Linked DNA regions of Zea mays: regions 2 and 3 are each linked to region 1. Evidence: chromatin contacts called from public Hi-C data. All regions are on one chromosome and are shown on one strand. Each heading gives the region's core, a stretch centred on a gene start, on an enhancer-like site or on the middle of the called end of the contact. The rest is flanking DNA. Distances are from core to core; before and after follow the strand shown.

Evidence for each region. Hi-C and Micro-C count contacts between places; a contact is called where the count stands out from the background.
Region 2: a contact with region 1 is called in a Hi-C map of tassel, with 4 times the contacts expected there. The contact joins the enhancer-like site here to the promoter of LOC103654847 in region 1. A contact is called at or near these places in 3 of 25 Hi-C or Micro-C datasets (ear, leaf and tassel).
Region 3: a Hi-C map of ear shows a contact between it and region 1, with 2.4 times the contacts expected there. The contact joins the promoter of LOC103654851 here to the promoter of LOC103654847 in region 1. A contact is called at or near these places in 3 of 25 Hi-C or Micro-C datasets (ear, leaf and tassel).

Annotation. Positions count from the first base shown.
Region 1 is chr4:242,390,636-242,394,544 of Zm-B73-REFERENCE-NAM-5.0, forward strand. LOC103654847 reads right to left here and starts at 1,696. Exons shown (of 1, transcript XM_008681670.3): 1 at 722-1,696. The coding sequence starts at 1,604. The coding sequence ends at 1,074.
Region 2 is chr4:242,587,372-242,591,280 of Zm-B73-REFERENCE-NAM-5.0, forward strand. No RefSeq gene overlaps it. Among protein-coding and RNA genes, the nearest start is that of LOC100192112, 56 kb to the right of the region's middle. Within about 2 kb of position 2,095, at least 19 of the 20 cell types and tissues checked have an H3K27ac peak or open chromatin away from gene starts, as enhancers often do. A contact at or near this core is called in ear, leaf and tassel, where this site is marked.
Region 3 is chr4:242,520,676-242,524,584 of Zm-B73-REFERENCE-NAM-5.0, forward strand. It overlaps LOC103654851 (mitotic spindle checkpoint protein BUBR1), which reads right to left and starts at 2,029. Exons shown (of 4, transcript XM_008681672.3): 1 at 1,727-2,029; 2 at 1,455-1,514; 3 at 1,227-1,343; 4 at 942-1,124. The coding sequence starts at 1,966. The coding sequence ends at 963.

The DNA of each region.
Region 1 (3,909 bases), core at 446-2,945:
TCTTCGTAGCGTTACCTGTGCAGTTCATCACTGCGGTCAGCCTTAACCCTTAGAATTTGAGCTTGTGAGGCCTCCAGCAGTAGTATTGAGTTGCAAGGGCAGATGTATTGTCACTTAAAAAACGTTAAGATGTCTATCCTTGTCAGTAGAGATGGCCAAACGGGCCGCCCGGCCCGGCCCGGCCCGGGCCCGGTGAAGCCCGGCCAAAAACCGGGCCGGGCCTGCTGTGCCATCGTGCTCAAGTTTCTGTCCAAGCCCGGCCCGCAGCGGGCCTAAACGGGCCGGGCCGGCCCGTTTAGCACGAAAAAAACGGGCCGAAAACGTGCTAAACGGGCCGGTAAGCACGTTTTAGTGTAAAAAAACCGGGCTTAACGGGCTTAGAGGTAAACGGGCCGTGCCGGGCTATCCCGCCGTGCCTAGTTTCCTGTCCAAGCCCGTCCGCTTATTTTACCGTGCCGGGTTCGGACCGGGCCCAAAAAACGGGTTTCGTGCCGGGCTCACGGGCCTCGTGCTTTTTGGCCATCTATACTTGTCAGTCAGTCAGTATTGCACAAGGAGCCCTGCGTCCTCGTCCTCAAAAGTCTTCTGTACTACTACTATCTATCTATCTAAGCAGTGGCCAGGTCAACTGGCACGAGAAACTGAAGCTTGAATGCTTCTCGGTCACCATCCATGACCCAAGCTCACCTAACACCTCCTGTTGAAAACCACCGCCCAGAAAAAGCCACACCACACGTATTCTTATTGCCAAGAGAACGACATTTCACCTCTCAGCAGCCATAGACAAGCTCTCGTTTCATTCGAGGAAGAAAGAACTCGCCTCCTCCTCCTCCTCCACACAGATTTGGTCACTCTTGATGCACACAACACGAAACAACAGAACAGAGGTCACTCGCAAAACTGCTATATGTACAAACTACAAGAGCAGAGAGCAGAGCACTGTACAAAAAAAAAAAAAAAAAACTACAGGAGCAGAGCACTTGGGACCTGGTCTGTCTGGGACCAAGGAATTCTGGGAGGAAGTGGGTGCCAAATTTTGGTTCCGAAACCGGGGCAAGAAGGGTAGCTACTAGCTAGCGATCCGGCTTGCGATCACCACCAGCTCCAGCCGCCGCAGGCAGGTAGGATCTCTTGATAAACTCCAAGCAATCGGCAATGGCCTCTGCATGGAGGGAGTTCTCCTCCCTCTCTGCTGGCGCAGGTCGGTGGTGGCGCCTGTCGCCGTGGCTGACCGCCATCTTATGACTCCTCCTCCTCCTCGTCGTAGTCCTCCTCGTGGGGCAGCAGTTGAGCTCCTCCAGGCACCGGGCAACGAGGCCGGCGAGGCCGCCGAACAGCCGCACACGGAGGCGGAGAAGCGAGCCGAGCCGGACGTGGCGCCCCCGGCGGCGGCCTCGACGGCTCGCCTGGCGATCCATCGCCGGCCGGCCTCGACGGCTTGCCTGAAACCTGGATGGAGCAGGTGCGCTGGGACCTGGGAGCATGCAATGTGTGTGCGCGCGCGGGCCTCTTGTTATATATATATACACTAACCAGTCACCACCAGTCACTACTAGTACTGGTCCTAACCAACCCGCTAGGCCATGTCGCTTAGCAAGCCCCATGATGTAATGCAAGCGTACAAAGAATGTGGGCTAGGGCAGCCAGCCACAGTTTTAATACGTTATCACCTGGCGAGACTGCTTGTCATGACACAAACACAAAATGTAATTATTGTCATTTCCATGATGCGTAGAAATGTGTAGAATGAATGGCTCTTTCTTTGTCTGCACCTCTGCTCTCGGACTGCTGTGTCCTCCGCGGCGTACTGCACTTGTACCTACTCCTTCCGTACAGCATGAGGTTGCCGATCGATCAGACGGACCTCCAATGCATGGTTGCATCCACTTGCATCGCATGGCAGTTCTCGACCACGTTTTGTCCGTAGCTTCATTGCAAATTAATCATTCGGAGAGAAACAAGTGCTTCACTATAGGTTTTTTTTAAAAAAAATGGAGAAAAATTTAACCAATAAAAAATATACACGTACAAGAGACAAGTCGTACACACCGGGTTTAGTCCCGCGGACCAACCAAATTTTGTGGGAGCAAAATACTTTCGTGACGCTAGCTACTACCTCCGTTTCTCTTTATTCGTCGCTTAGTAGTTTAAATTTGTGCTAACGGACGACATATATTAAGGAATGGAGGGAGTATTAGGTTCGCATAAGCACAACAGCATGTCTGTCAACTTAACCACGGGCATATCGCTTGCTTATCTAAAAGCTTTAGAGGCTAAAACTTATCTGGGCTGGGCATACAGTACTAACAACCGCACAACCATGAAATCCGCTACACTGAAAATGCCTCTCAGAACAACCAGCGAAACGCTGGCTACGGCTGCTCGGGGGGAACTTGCCCAGCGGGTTCTCCTTGAGCAGCTCGGTTTCCCTGTTCCGGGGGGGGGGGGGGGGGGGGGGGGGGGGGGACGGAAAGAGTATGTAGTTTCCCCCAAACAAATGAGGCTGCGAGAGCTAGGCTTACTTCTTCAGGATTTTGCGTGTTGCTTGCCTCAGTCGATATCCAAACGTGCGCTCAATATTCTTTCTGTAACTTTCCTGCATTTGTGTGAAATATATCTTCTTTTCCTTATAAAGATGTCTAATGGCTTTCACAAAAGTTGGCCAGTTCAGATATATGCCATCGGCAAGGTAATAACTAAAGTTGTATGTATAACCGTTAATTGTGTAATGGACGGGTGGCATTCGATCGCTTGTCATAGGGTCAAATACCGACGATCGTTATAGCACGTTGACATCATTGTTTGTTCCAGGCATGCCAAAAAAGCATGCCAAATCCAGAGATCATATTTTGCGATAGCCTCGAGTATCATGGTAGGTCTTGCATTTCACCCACGGAACTGTCCTCGCCACGTGGTTGGACAGTTCCTCCACTCCCAGTGCTTCCAATCTATGGAACCTAATATTCCAAGAAACCCCCTCAACTCGCTATTTTGCATGATGCGTGAAATGTCTGCTTCATTAGGAGTTCGTAGATACCACCCACTAAAATATGCAATTAATGCGCGACAAAAATGAATAAGGCATTCCCTAGCGATAGACTCCCCTATTTGAATGTACTCGTCTACGACATCAGTAGGTAAGCCGTAAGCAAGGATCCTCGTTGCCGCACATACTTTTGAAGTGGTTCAAGTCCGTTCAGGTCGGTCGCGTCGAACCGTTGAGTAAAGTAACTATCCTGCTGTTGCAGTCCTTCCATAATGCGGAGGAACAATAGCCTACTCATGCGGAACCTATAAAATGTAATAGCTAAAGTATGAAGACATTGTTAATGCAAAAACATATTAATACAAGTATTTAGTTGTTACCTTCTGCGAAACGCACGGGGTTCGGGCCAAATTAGTGATGGTGGATGAGGTTCTCTCTGGTATAATGATCCCTGTGAATTACGCGGCGAGGGATACCGGAACGTCTACGCCTACGACGTATAGCCTCAATGGTGAGGGTAAGAAGAGTGGCAAGCATAAGTGTGTTGTCGTAACTATCACTCGAATTGGAATCATCGTCCCTACGCGAAGAAGACATAGCCAACAAAGGCTAGTCAGCTAGAATTGAGTGGGATGTGCACAGAATTTGGAGGAGCACATATGCATATGTATATATATATACTTTATATATTAAGAGCCCTGGGCTTCCAATAACTAGAGGAAGCCCAGGTCGGACGGTACAATCTGGTCGACCCGGACCACACCCGAACGTCTATAAAATAGGACCCGGAGTGTTAGGGTTCAGTTTTTTTACGCTCCACCCCGATTCATTAGCGACGCCGCGTGCGACGACGGCGGTTGCCCCAGAGCGTGCGCGGCAGTGGACCCCCAGCCGGTGGCCGCAACTCCATGACCTCGACGCGC
Region 2 (3,909 bases), core at 845-3,344, 200 kb after region 1:
CCCCCCGCTTAACGGTGGCCTACCGCCGTTACACGTGACTAGGCAAAGATGACATACTTAGTACTACTGGGCAAGCATGTTTACGCGCGCGGCGTCCTATGGCTCTTTCCGCTACCTGCGTCGGCGTCGGCACATGTTTCCGGGCCGGTTAAATGGCCGCCCAATCATCTACGGGGGGGCCCAGCCGCCGATCACGGGCCCGGATCGGTGATTGAGCCCGAGGCCGAGAGAAAGAAAGATGATGTGCACAAAGTGCGGCGGGAGAGTAGGAGATGGAATGGAATGGAACAGGCGCAGCGCTTGCGGCTTGTTGCGCTTTCTCCTCTCCTGATGCGCCGCTAGTGGACTGTCACGCAAGGGAAGGGAAGACACAAACCTGCGCTTGTCACTTGTCCGACAGAGGAGCATCGCGCATATGGCCAGGGAGCTGGGCCATGGCGGCAAAAACACGCGCCATAGAGTGTCGGCGGTGGTAATTAGCCATGCGATTCCATCCAAAGTGGTTTCAGCTCAAAAGAGCATGCATGTGAGTTAGCTGCCGTAACCGTCCACAGAACCGCAACTTGCCGATCGATAGATCCCTTCTCTCTTTGCACTTGATACTACAGGCACTAGATCGATGGCCCTCTCTAGGTTCGTGAACAGACAGCGTGGAGGACTTTGAGGTTTCGGTAGAGCTTTAACTAACTATTTGTGTCCGAGCAACGTGCTTCTGTTTCTGTCCTAGACAGCGTGGAGGGCTTGGATGTTGTGTCACAGCTGATGGCGGCAAACTCGAACGTGCTAGCGGCGACCGCGCGCCGGAGCTGAAGAATGCGAGGCGAGCGCCCAAGACGGACGGACGGACGGACGCCAGCATGCTCTGGAGCTGCCGTCGGGCAAGTCCCCCGCGGTCCGCGACGAACAACAACAACGGCATGGACCTAGCTGGCGCAGTCGGTTGCTTGCTCAGTTGCGAATTGCGTAGTGTCGACGTGTCATTAATACCAACTGCGAAGTGGTGGCAGGAGTAGTACTGGAACTGGAGCAGGATTAGTTCCAAATCCTACCGATATCAGCGACACCCAACCCAACAACACGGATGGGTGGTGCTGTGTGGGTGGGCCAAGCCAGCCGACCTGCTGAGAGGAAAACGCTGGCACAGACTGCGAGAAACGCGGCCTCTGCGCTGCGCCTACCGATCGGCTCCCTGCTGAAAGCCAGAGCGCCTGTTCTTTTACATGCTGCTGCGATTGGCATGGTAGTATGCTAGCCAGTAACCACCTGCAACTTCTTCTCCCTGTATGGATGTCGTCGTCACAGTCTCGTGCTGGAATCGGAAAACAAGCTTCGGTTCGTGCGTGCCCCCCCGCGCCCTCGAATCGGTGGCTGCTGCCTGCAGCCTGCAGCCTGCAGCCAGCTCTCCGAAGCAAAGCAGTAACCAGTGCCTCGTCGTGAGGATCCAATCTCTCTTGGAATAACAACAACCCATTAGCTGAACGCCTGTGTATGATGTCCTAAGGTCATAGTAAAAGACAATCCAATCGCTCTCAAGTTCGTTCACATGGCGCTCCAGCTCCAACTGCTGCCGATGCATGCAGATGCAAGCCTAGCCGATGGCACCAAGACGCACGGACCCAAGTAGCGACAGAGAAGTGGGCGCAGTAAGATCTCAGAGACTCAGACACACTGCAAGTCATGTCTCCTCAGCCAGCCCCAGCGGATGCAATCTTGGATCCATCCATCCATCCATCCATGAATCCATCCACGTAGAAAAACCCCGCGCGCGCCAGAGCCAGACCCAGGTCCAGGTAGTAGTATACCAGAGAAGACAGATTTGCAATAACGCTGCCCTGCGGTGCCGGTGCGGCCCGAGCCGAGCGTCCGTCCTTGTCAAGTGCCGACCGCCGCGCGCCCCATGCGCCCGCGGACGCAGGCACGGATCCCGATCGCGCGGCACGCACACATGGTGGCGACGCCGCTTGCTCTCTACTTCTCTAGTCTCTGCTTCCCGCCATCCTCATGCTCGGTTTTTAATATCGCAAGGACTGGCCCGTAGGCCCCGCCCGGCCCGGTCCATTTCGGGCCACTGTACTGTACCCGGCCGGCCAGCATCGAGCGAGCACACCCGGGCCAGCTCGGGCTCAAGCCGCGGGCGGTAGCCGGCAGAAACGTGTGGGGGCAGGCTCTTCGGCGCATGTGACATGCCGATGCCGCTGGCCTGAGACCTTGCCGTGCTTCTTCGGGTTTTCACGCAGGACCGTATAGCCGGCGAGAAACAGGAAGCGCGCGGGCGCCCGTTTCTCCGGTCTACCACGCCAGTACGCCACGCTACCCCACCCCTCCGTTCGGCAATAGATAGCAACAGGCGCCGACGGCAGTGGTGTTGGTGGTGGCGGTGGTGGTGGGGTCAGCGGCCGCCGGTCGGTCTCGCGTTGAACGCCCGGCCATCGGGCTTTTTGGCCACAAGGGGCGAGAGCCGCGAGCCTTCTCTTTTCTGAATTAAAATACTAGTGATCTGTCCGCGCCGGGAACAAACACGGCCCCCGTCTTGTGGACGCTGCGGCCTGCGGGGGCACCGTGCCAAAGCAAAAAAAAGAAGCCCAGACGGGGGAGGCGCTGGCGCGCTGCGGTGGAGGCGCGACCGCGCTATATATGTCCAGGTGGGCTGGGTTTGCTGGGCCATTCGAAACCCGGCACGGGTTTGGCACAACCCGATCTCCGTGTCTGGGCTAAGGGCCTGTTTGTTTACCCCTATGGATTATATAATCTGGATTATTTTTGGAGGATTATATAATCTGGATTATATAATCTGGATTATATAATCTGAGTAATCCTGTTTGTTTACCCAGATTATTTGAGTTGTTAATAGGATTCTTTTGTATGAGGAAGACAAGAATGTCAATGATGGGTTATAATGGCAATGGTGGGTAATTTCTAGGAAACTTGAAAGTGTAGTGGGGAAGTGGAAAAAAAATAATCTGAAATAAGCACCTCCTCACTTGCTTATGGATTATCATAATCCAAGGCGTTAGATTATATAATCTCGGCAAATAAGCTGGACTGTTTGTTTGCCTCTTAGGATTATTTAATCCAGATTATATAATCTGGGGGGTAAACAAACAGGCCCTAAGGCGCGGCACAGCGTGCTAGGCACGACACGACCTGTTTGCATTTTTTTTATTTTTTCATACAAATACGTACAATATACTTGAATATAGAGTATAAAATACAAGAAACATGCTTGTTTTGTTGGTTATGTTGGTGTAAATAAGTTTTTATAGCTAATAACTATGGTTTAAACCTTCATATGTGTATATTTTGAACATAAGCTTTTATGAACTTTAACGTGTTAGATTCTATGGTGTCTAGAATCGATTCCTAAGCCCCTAGAATACCAATCTGTGTCTAAAATACCTCGATGATGAGTACATCTATTCTATTGAGAAGTATAGGTACACATACTGTCGTCGTTGTTCCTAGCCATCATTGAGGCGGCGTCTTGCAGCGAAGACCCGCCTCCTCCTCCTTCGTGAGCTCTGCGTGTGGCGAGGAGATTGGTTCCCGTCGTTGATCATCTAATCTAGAAACTAAAATAAGGTTCCTTCGCAAGGAAGGTACATAAAATACGTCTCTCAACAACAGTACAAAACTGTCGGTACCCTGAAACAGGGGTACCCCTTGCTACAGTATGAAGATACGGTGCCCGCACAACTATCTCTAGTCGCGTGGCGAACAGCACCCGACCCCACCACGTGGACGGCTCCAGGACCACCACGTGGCCAGAGAAGACAATATCCCCCAAGGTATCAACGGTGGGCCCGAACCCCCATGGGAAAGTGTCGGACCCCTGCATATACGGACCGGACCTCGGGGCAGGGTCCAGGACCTCCGCAGGTACAGACCGGACCCCCGGGACAGGTCCTGGAC
Region 3 (3,909 bases), core at 779-3,278, 130 kb after region 1:
TAACAGATTTTTGGACATAGTTATATAGAAGTTGGAATCACACCAGACCAGCAGTTGCAATTACACTAGAAAGCAGTTGCAATCACACCAGACAACAGTTGCAATCATTGTTTGTTTAACAGATTTTTGGACATAGTTATATAGAAGTTGCAATCACACCAGACCAGCAGTTGCAATTACACCAGACAACAGTTGCAATCATTGTTTGTTTAACAAATTTTTGAACATAGTTATAAAGAAGTTGCAATCACACCAGACCAACAGTTGCAATTACACCAGACAGCAGTTGCAATCATTGTTTGTTTAACAAATTTTTGGACATAGTTATATAGAAGTTGCAATCACACCAGACCAGCAGTTGCAATTACACCAGACCAGCAGTTGCAATCATATTTTTTTATCAAAATTTCCAGAGTTATTCAGTACTTGCAATCACATCAGAGCAACTCAGCAGTTGCATCCACACCACACCAGCAGTTGCAATTACAACACACCAGCAATTGCAATCATTGTGTTTACATTTTTAACAGATATTTGGGTAGAATTATACAGCAGTTGCAATCACACCTAATGCAAGGGACATGGAGGCGCGCTGACAGAGAGGCGCGCGGCGGCGCGGGGACAGGGAGGCACGCGACGGCGCGGGGACAGGGAGGCGCTCGGCGGCGGTGGGGGAGAGGGTGGCACTCGGCGGCGGTGGGGGAGAGGGTGGCGCGGGGACAGGGAGACGCGTGGCGGGGGGGCAGGAAGACGCGCATACAGGAGGCCGAGGCGTGCTCGAGGTGTTATTGCAGGTGGGTGCATTCAATATAGAGAATGCACCCAGGTGCATTTTAGTGTCGCCGTGTATATATATATATATATATATATATATATATATATATATATATATATATATATATATATATATATATATATATATATATATATATATATATATATATATAGGTCTCATGAAAATCTCACCTAGCTATACCAAGATCAAAGATCTCATTAGCTTTCCTCAACTTGTTCTTTGACTCCATCAACGATGCGTAAGCCATGTAGTAGATGGCATGGCCCTGCCCAATCTGGTTGGCCTCCAGGAACCTGTATGTCACCTCGGCATCAGCACAGTTCCCAGCCTGCAAAGAGAACAAGATCGGCAGCGGAATGATATGTGAGATGCCTTCACTGCACAGACTAAAACTACAGGAAAAAAATCAAGCTGCCATCGCACGACTCACGTATTCCAGCCACACTTTGAGAAAGCGGATGTCGTCCTTGTAGCGCTCGTCGTGCCATAAGGTCCGCACGCACTGTCGCCGCCGGTCGGGAATGACTCCTGGACCCACTTGATGCAGCTGCGCGCGGACGAAGCAGAGAAGAGATAAGCAATCTTTCGGCTAGGGTAGCAACCACGAACGAACAAATCGAAAGAGGCGAGCTAAAGAGAGGCATCGAGAATCGCTTACTCCAGCCACGGTTGGAGCGGATCCTCGCCTCGGTACTCGTAGATTGCCTCGATCATCTTTCTGAATCAGGAAAATCAACCTAACGATGAAGGCACATGATTCAGAATCCAGAGCATAACGTTATTGCAGCAACTTGTCTCCTCCCCAGAGAGAGGTAAAGAAATCCAGAGCAAACAAAACACAAGTTTGGACACCCTTCAAGGCAAGCTACACACAGAAAGGGACCCTTCAAGGCCTGAGCGCTGGGCGAAAGGGTGTAGAAGGCAACGTACTTGCGGGCTTCGACGAGAGCGGTGCGCTGGGAGGGATTGGCGTGTGCCTTGAGCGAGCGCGTGGTTGAGTTTGGACACGTCGTGCCCGCGCTTGAGCGGCCGCACGTTCTCCTTGAACTTCTCCCACTCGGCGCCCACCGCCACCCGCGCTGCGGTGGCGGCGTTGCTGACCCCCATCAGCGCTAGAGTCTCCTCGTCGAGCACCGCCACTATCTCTTCGTCTGCTTGCGGCGACGCCATGTGAGGTGGGGTGTGGGTGTGGGTGTGGGTGTGGCACCGGTTGCAATTCGAATTCGAGGGGATTCGACCGTTGCGTTTTGGAGCGGATGCAGCTGTGGGTCAGGTTTTAAACGACGAGGGTTTGCGAAAAGTACTGAGCCGTGGGCTTTCAGTTGTTCCTGTGATCCTGTCTGTGATTTGTTTGGGCTGGTTTGTACCCAATTATAGCCCAGCTAAATTTTGTTCAAAGGTTTTGCGTCACGAGAAGCGTGATTTTTTTTATTCGCCGATGCTCAATATAACAGGCTTATGCTGTTCCTACAGTCTACACACTATTTAGACTGTGGAACCTCTCTCCGCAGCAGTTCAGGTTCACCCTTGAGCTGGCCTTAGCCTGTCTCCAGCAACGAACACTAAATGGTCCTGTACTCTAAATTTAGAGGATGAGACGTCCGCTATCGGCTCCAGCAGCAACCTGTAAATAGAACTGTAAAATAGCGGACGACTTTGACGAGCGCTAAAGCCAGAGCGTACTTGTTCATCCGCTATCCTGTTCTCACATGCAGTCCAGCCTTTTCCTCTCTCTACTTTTTCTCCTGCGCTTGTCAGATGTCGTGCAGATGCCATGCAAATTTGTCTGCTATTGCTTGGTTGTAGTCGGTTTTAAAAATTAATTAGTCTCTAATTAAATCTTAGATCACATGAATGATTTTTTGTTTCCGTGCGTATGATAGGAAATACATAATACATTTTTTGTAAATAATATGATCGATGAGTAATTTGTATATAAAATGAAAATGTATTGTAAGAAGTATTTTTATTTCGCAACATAAGTTAATTAATTTTTTATAAGTGACATGTAAAAATAATGTGTATTATAAAATCCGGTACACTATAGATATAGAGGACCGAATTTAGGGGACGTTGTTGGAGATGAAAAAAAGATATAGAGAATATAATCTTTTAAAGCGTGTTGTATAGGACAGAGAATATTCCTTTAGGGAATAGAATTTATAGGACGTTGTTGGAGATAGTCTTACGGCAGTGGCGGGTAGACAACCTTCTTCTTATGCAACTTTGGGAAATCGTCATCCTTGGGTCTTGCATTCTCTCAGGCAAAGCCTTGGCTTTCCCTGTTTAAACGCAGTTAAAGTGAATCCAATTTACTAAAGCGGTAACATCACATGTTAAATACCATCACCAACGAATATGCAGATACACCTACTATTTTCAAAACATCAATTAGTATGGTGCGTATAAATTATAATAGCAGGAATAAAGTTACCTTTTAAAAAAATGAAACAAATACAGTTTCGGATCCTTACACAGTAATATATATTGAGTGGCATTCTTCTCCCAAGCAGAAGCAGCAATAGAACACATGACACAGCCGACCAAAGTACAAGCCCATCATATGTAACAAGCAGCCGAGCACAATGCAAACTATTTAAAAAAAAACAGAGCAGAGTACACAGCAGTTCATTAGTAGCTACAGCAGAGGTGGGAGACTGGGAGAGTAAAGATTTTGTTGGTCTTGTGTTCCTGGCAGCAGCAGATTGGAACTTGGGAGGGAGTGAAAGATGATGCACAGCAGTGGATGCGAATTAGATCGACAGAACATAGGGAAGAGGAGGGAGAGGGATTGGAAACCATCTCCAACAGTTTAAACATACCAATACCGATATTCAAACTAAACTCTACAAAACAATACAATTTACAGTGCAAAACAATATTAAAGGTGTTTTTAGTGACCATATGACTGAACTGTTATACATTGCACCTATATGATCACTAAAAACATTGTTTTACATTACAAACGATTTTGCGTAAGGGTCTGTTTGGTAGAATTTTTGTTCCAAGCATCACAAACCTGTTTTTCAGTTTTTTTTTCTACCAAACAATTCGTGATGAAACAACTTCTTCCAAAAAAGCTATTTTTTCACTCCTCTCACAGACACAAGTTT